2 separate regions of the Sus scrofa genome follow, and region 1 is linked to region 2. The links are chromatin contacts, called in public Hi-C maps. All regions are on one chromosome and are shown on one strand. The core of a region is the stretch at or near the end of the contact, and the rest is flanking DNA. Distances in the headings are between cores, read along the strand shown.

Region 1 (3,422 bases), core at 133-2,632, 87 kb after region 2:
TGTCTCTCATCAGGCCCAGCCAAGCTTTTTTTTTATACCCCCTCCCACACTCCCAGATTTTTCTGGTTTTTCTGGATTACACCCTTTGACAAAATGGTTTCTTTCCTCCCAGCCTTTTCAGGCCTGAGACACTCCTACCAAAACCAGAGTCTACTAAACAGGCCCAGAAGAGCCCAGAGGGAATGGACAGGACTTGCGCTGCAGCTGTCCATCTCCTGGTGGGGCCCCATTTCCAGTGAACAGGGACCGCCCTTCTGCCAGCTGCCTGGACTTTTCATCACTGGCTATTTCAGGACAGAGTCCAAGATAAGCATTTCTCTGGGACTTCCTTTCAGACAAAGCTCTCTGGAGACTTAAAGCTCATTAGTCTGAAGTTTGGTCTCTGAGGGAGTGAGTAATACCATCCTGTTCTTAGAAAATGGAGCCGCCAAACACTCGATGGCAAGTTTGAGCAACAATGGGGCGGAACTATAAAAGGAGCCAAGAGAGCATTCTAGAACATTCATAATTATCATAAAAATGATCGCTCTCGCTTGTGGAGGCTTTACAGTTTATACAGCACTTTCACACATATTAGTCTACTGGCTCCATAAGACAGCCTCAAGCTAAGACTGAGAGAGCAACTGTCACCTCCACTTGGCAGACAAAGAGAGTGAGTCCCAGAGAAGTCGTATGATTAGCCCAGTCACACTGCGAGAGAGCTGCAGAGCTGGAATCAAACCCCGGTCTGCTGACTTTAAGTCCTGGGCTCTTCCGTGGATTGAGAAGGAATGGTGACCCTTCTTCCACTAGCATGAAAAACAGAAAAGTTAGGGCAAGAATGAAGCACACAGAAGGGGCAGCGCACAAGGAAGCCCAGGTTTCAGAGGGGTGACGCCGTGGGCTCAGGGTGGGGCTGTGGACTCCGCTCACCGTGGGATTCCGGGGCAGCTGGGGGAGTGACAGCGCAAGATGACAGTGGGAGAATGAAGGATGCGGGTGGATACTCGAGGTGTCTCAACAGGAAACAGAAAGTAATGTGCAGTTGCTAGGATTGAGAGGAGGAGTCTCCAAACCGGGCTGGAATATGAGAAACTCCGCAGACACTTCAGTTCAGAATAAAAGTTTTCTCCAATCAAACTTACCCAGTCAAGGTGATCCCTCAGAAGCAGCCCAGACTATCACCTCAACGGAATCGAGACGCTGCCCCGGAGCCCCTGGCCCTTCGGTAGTTGTAGTTTCCACAACTCAACCTTAGCGCTTAAAAACGTGTCCCGCCCCTCTGTCCGGAACTATAACTCCCGAGGTGCACCGCGCGAGATTGCCCATAAAGACCCTAGGACTACAATCCCCAAAATTCCACACGGCCCCCCTCATCGTTGGGCGCAACCCCAAGGCCGGGATGCGGTACAATTCCTCCACCTGGTGGTCGATTATGAAAGCCTGAGCGGAGGATTACGGTTTATAGTTCCGGTTAGTAACCCTCCGCCTAATTGTTCCTCAAATAATCCCTGGGTGTGTCTGAGGGTAGCTGGAGCTTTTTTTTTATTCTCAGGGAATAAGTCTGATCTTGTTTTGTGTTCCCCACTTTGCTTCCTGTGAGAGTATAAAACTGCTCATTCAAATTCAGGGCACATTCCCCACCAACCTGTACCTGTTGACACGTGATATTCCATTGTCCTACAGAAATGCATGGCCAGAACTGAGAGGATCCTGAGAGATCCCGCGCTGTCCCACCAGCCCCTCCGTCCATCCTCGCTTTGCCGGTTCTTAGGGACACAATGGTGAATAGGTTACTGTCGCTAGCCTAAAAAGAATTCACAGTCCAGCAGAGGATTGGGACAAATGAATAATTACACAGTGCTGTGCGTTTTCTAATGGGGAAAAACCAAGGGGTTGTGGGGGCCTTCTTGTAAAGAAACACCTGCCCAGGCCTGGGGAAATGGAACGGTGTTATCACGGCTTCCTGGAGATTTTACAGAAATGTTAAAATTGAGAACTGAAGGAATAGAACTTACCGGGGGTACTGAGAATGTGAAGAATGTTTTACACCCCAGCTGGAGCACAGAGCATGCGGGATGGAATAAAGAGTCATATCTGAGGAGGAAGGGCCACATCCTCAGGAGCCTTGTAAACTTCCATAAGAAATCTGGATTATTCAAGCAGCTCAAAAACTTTCAAAGGCTTCCTACTACCTACTGAATGCAGTACTAACTTCTTAGCTTGGCATTCAATGTCCTCCCCAACCTGGACCCCCACCTACTTCCTCAGAAGTATTGCCAGTGGTGTTCTCTGCCAGGAATCGCCCCTCTTCTGCCCTACCCCCAGCTGTTCACCTCCTCACCAATCTCAGGACTAGCAGGTTCTGGAGTCCTAGTTGTGGTACAGCAGAAATGAATCCGACTAGGAACCATGAGGTTGCGGGTTTGATCTGTGGCCTCGCTCAGTGGGTTAAGGATCTGGCATTGCTGTGGGCTGTGGTGTAGGTCACAGATGCGTTGCTGTGGCTCTGGCATAGGCTGGTGGCTACAGCTCCCATTCGACCTCTAGCCTGGGAACCTCCATATGCCGGGGGAGCAGCCCAAGAAATGGCAAAAAGACAAAAAAAAAAAAGAAGACTATCAGGTTCTTATTGTTACCTCCACACTTATATTCATGCTCTTCCCTCCACTAGGCACTCTGCCCTGCCTGGTGGCCTGTCTAATCCTGTTCTTCCGTGGAATCTACCTCTCCACGAAGCTTCTCTGATTCCGCTCCAGTCCCAAACCACCTCTACACCCTCTAGGTGCTTACCTCACACCGCCTTGCATCTTCTACCAGGTGGGAGGCCTTAACTCTCCAATAAGTTGTGAGCTCCTTAAGGTCAGGTGCTGAGTCATACAGCTGATCCCTCCATCTACCCTCAAATCACCAGGGTCCGGATTCCATGCTCCAGACTTTAGACTGTCCTCTCTTCCTGACACACTGTCACCACTACTGTCCTTCCAGAAGCCAAGATAAAGTCATCAGGAAAGAGTGATGGCAGCAGTACCCTGTGATAATCAAACCCTGGATTTAATTAAAGCTGTGCTTGGTGTCGGTGACTACAGAACATAAAGAGCTTAGTGCAAATCGGAGATGGTTCTCTTTGGCTAATTAATCAGTGCTCTGCAGCTGACTCAGAACACTCATGATTAACCAGAGTTCCTAGTCATGAGAGGGGCAGCTGGAGTTTGTTCCCCTCCCAGACAAGGCCATGCCAGGGACATTTACTGGCCAATCAAGATTAGTCTTTATTTATTTATGTATTTTTGGCCGCAGCATGGAGCAGCTTGATGTGGGGTTTCAGTTCCCAGACCAAGGATATAACCCTGGGCCACAGCGGTGAAAGCACTGAATCCTAACCACTAGACTACCAAGGAACTCCCTAGCCAACTAAGTTGTAAACTTCCCAGGGACAGCAA
Region 2 (3,165 bases), core at 204-2,703:
CGACTAGCATCCATGAGGATGCGGGTTCAATGCCTGGCCTCGCTCAGGGAGTTAAGGATCCGGCTGTGAGCTGTGGTATAGGTCGCAGACACGGCTCAGATCCCACATTGCTGTGGCTGTGGCGTAGGCTGGCAGCTGTAGCTCCAATTCAACCCCTAGCGTGGGAAATTCCATATGCCACGAGTTCGGCCCTAAAAAAAAAAAAAAAAGGAAAAGAGCTGTCACGATATCAGTGAGCCAGCTGAGCAACACAATCACATTACTAGCAATTTAAAATGTTTTTATTGTCCAGGTCTCAAAAGACAAAACAAAATAAAAAACCACACACACACACGAACCCAAAAAACATATCAAAACCCCAAAACATAGAGACAAAAAGAAAAAAAGAATCTTCCACCAACAAATCTATTTTTCAAAGAGAAAGCATGAGAAGCATGAACTTTGGTTTCAGACAGACCTGGGTGTGAATTCTGGCTCCGACACTCACTAGCTATATGACTTGGGAAAATGACTTACATTCCCAAGACCATTTTCTAATCTGGTCTTTCAGAGCACACCTACTCTCCAGCGTCACTGCAGAAAAGGAGGACAATGAGAGTACAGGAGAGGGTACGTGTAACAGGAGCCCAGTAAATGATAACTGGTATTTATTCCTCCCACTGGCATATCTAGCCACAATTCTGTTTTCCTCTTGTTATGGAAATAAAACAGATTTGCCACATTACATTAAAAAAATACCCTGCTTTCTGTGAACTGATGTTTACCTTGCGTCTTTCTTCTGCAGCTTCTAATTTCTTCTGAATTTCCTCCAGGGAAAGATCCTTCTTCTTTGGAGGGGAAAGGGGGAATTCTGGGACGGATTCTTTTGATCGAGGGCTGAGAATCAGCTCAAAAGCCTGGCCTGAGGCACGCTTCTCCAGCTCCTTCACCTGGATATCTGGATTTTATGATTTTTATATCATATTTATAACACACTCAGAAAAATAGTTTTCCTGTTCTAATAGGCTGTTCTATTTTCTAAAAACCAAATCAATTTACTGAACAGAATTAGGGCTGATGAAGCAGCTGTGTTTATTGGAAGAAATTATCTAAACACCTCCCAGAAAAACAAAGCTCAACATTTTTGGGCTAATAAACACCATTCTGAGACATCAGTATTTGACAATCATTTTCTCAAACAAAAAAAAGTTGTGCAGAACTCCACATTATGCTTTAGGCCAAGTCAAATCATCTAATAATGAAACAATTAATTATGAGCTGTCAGTACATTCAAGTGACAATAATTTTTTCTTCTTTATAAAACAGATTTCTTAGTAAGACCACAACACTAGTGCCAAATTAAAGGCATAAGACCTGAGCCATCTCCTATTCTCAAATTAGAAGCCCGTGGCAAATTCAGCTTTTTCAAATAGATTACCTACCAGAAGAAGCCATGGTGAATAGAAGACAAGAGACTGGCAGTGTATTCTACACAATCCACTGGCAAGGAAAACCCTGAAAATGATTTTCAAAAGCACGCAATCAAATTTTTTGCATTTCTATGTCATGAATTCAAAGGGACTTCAAATCATATCCATACAAATTAAGGCCAGAAAAATTACTACTGTGAAATTAAATAAGACATCATTAGCCAGAAAATTTTATCTATAAAATACTCAAACACTGGGAAACCTGAATTGAATAGAATGCTGGTTGCAGAAGATCAAGTTAACTGAGCTTGCCTGTACAAAACACACTTCGATTCTTAAAACTAGACAAGGTTTAAATCACAAGATTTTTCTTCCCCTAATAAACTCTAAACTTTCCTCCCTGGCGAGAAGATATTCCAGATTCAACTCAACAGTGAGACCGGAGCCATCTTAACACTGCCTACAACTCATTGTGCAAATGGAACACCCACCCCTGCTTTGTCTGTGTCTGCCATGGTGTAAAACAAAACGCCCAAGCTAATATTAACCAATAATGTCGAACGCCTATTGTTCCTGCGGTTTAAGCTCCTCGTCCTACAGCGGGTAACACTAATTTTATGAACCTCAAGGTTTTAGATTACAATATTTGATGGTTTGTGTAGAATTTTCTCATGAAAAATTCTACATCCCTTCATTTTTTTTTAGGTCATGAATCTTGTAAACCCCAAGCTAGTACCAAAAACGTAGGAATACAGGTTCTCAGCAGCTGGAATTTAAAATCCGAAGCAGCGAAACGATCTAACCCCGGCGGAGCATTAGACTCAACATCAACCCCAGGATGGGCGTGGCCCTGGTCCAGGAGAGGAAAAGCGGCCAGCCGCCCCCGGCCAATCAAAGCACACCCTGCACACCAGCCCCTGGCCCCGCCCCCTTCCTCCCCGCGCCTTTTCGAATCTCCCCGAACTCACAACACCCGAGCCCGCGCGCGTGGGAAGGGGAGGGATGGGCGGGGCTAACGGTCCTATCCGGGTAACTCCGCCCTTCCCGGGCTCGCCCTGCGCAGACGCCCCCCTTCCCTACTCCCGCCAAAAACACCTTGAGGTGGCCCCCATCCCGGGTGCAGCTCGGCGGGTGGAGCAGTCCCCGGGAAAAGGCAGTGGGGTAGTCCTGCCGTCGGCTCGCCGCCTCTTTCCTTTGCTTCCAACCAACCTGCCGCCACCCAAGCTGTCTGCGCCCCCCGCCGCGAGAATGGAGAGCTCTCGTGGGGTGTCACCCTCTTGGAACAGCCCCACAGTCAGTCGGCGAGGGCGCGGCCCTGGTCGCCCAGAGTCTGGCCCTAAGGCCGCTGCTCCCTGGGGGCGCCGCCCCGCCCCCTTCAGACAATGGGGACCCCAGCGGGGCTGCACCTGCAAGGCGAGAGCCTACGCCCCCTATTGTCTTCTAGATGGTACCCTGGGGCTAACGCTAGGGGCTCGTTCAGCTGGCCGCGCCCCTTCCCCACGACAGCCGCGCCCCCAGGGAGCGGGGACAAAGCCGAGGCTCCGCCCGAGCCACACACAAAGCGCTACGACCCCCGCCCGCCAGACCCTCCGGGGCTCACGGCCCCGCCCGCCGCCCTCCAGCAGGGGGCCGCTGCCAAGGCCCGGCCCCTCCCGCCGGCCGCCACCCTCTCGCAGCCCGCAGCCCGCCACCGCCTCCTGCTAGAGCCCTGCACCCACCTGCTCGGTCCGAGCCGCCTGGCCACACTCTGAGCACC

The links. A called contact is a pair of places that touch in the nucleus more often than the background predicts.
Region 1: a Hi-C map of skeletal muscle shows a contact between it and region 2, with 5 times the contacts expected there. The contact joins the promoter of PAFAH2 here to the promoter of STMN1 in region 2. A contact is called at or near these places in 4 of 5 promoter capture datasets (fetal liver, fetal skeletal muscle and liver), 38 of 47 Hi-C or Micro-C datasets (adipocytes, adipose tissue, alveolar macrophages and 19 more) and 2 of 2 datasets of contacts at active chromatin or transcription factors (alveolar macrophages and skeletal muscle).

What each region holds. Positions count from the first base shown.
Region 1 is chr6:83,445,585-83,449,006 of Sscrofa11.1, forward strand. It overlaps PAFAH2 (platelet-activating factor acetylhydrolase 2, cytoplasmic), which reads right to left and starts at 1,383. Exons shown (of 11, transcript XM_005665126.3): 1 at 1,125-1,383.
Region 2 is chr6:83,358,882-83,362,046 of Sscrofa11.1, forward strand. STMN1 (stathmin 1) reads right to left here and starts at 1,454. Exons shown (of 4, transcript NM_001009582.1): 1 at 1,422-1,454; 2 at 765-937. The coding sequence starts at 1,434.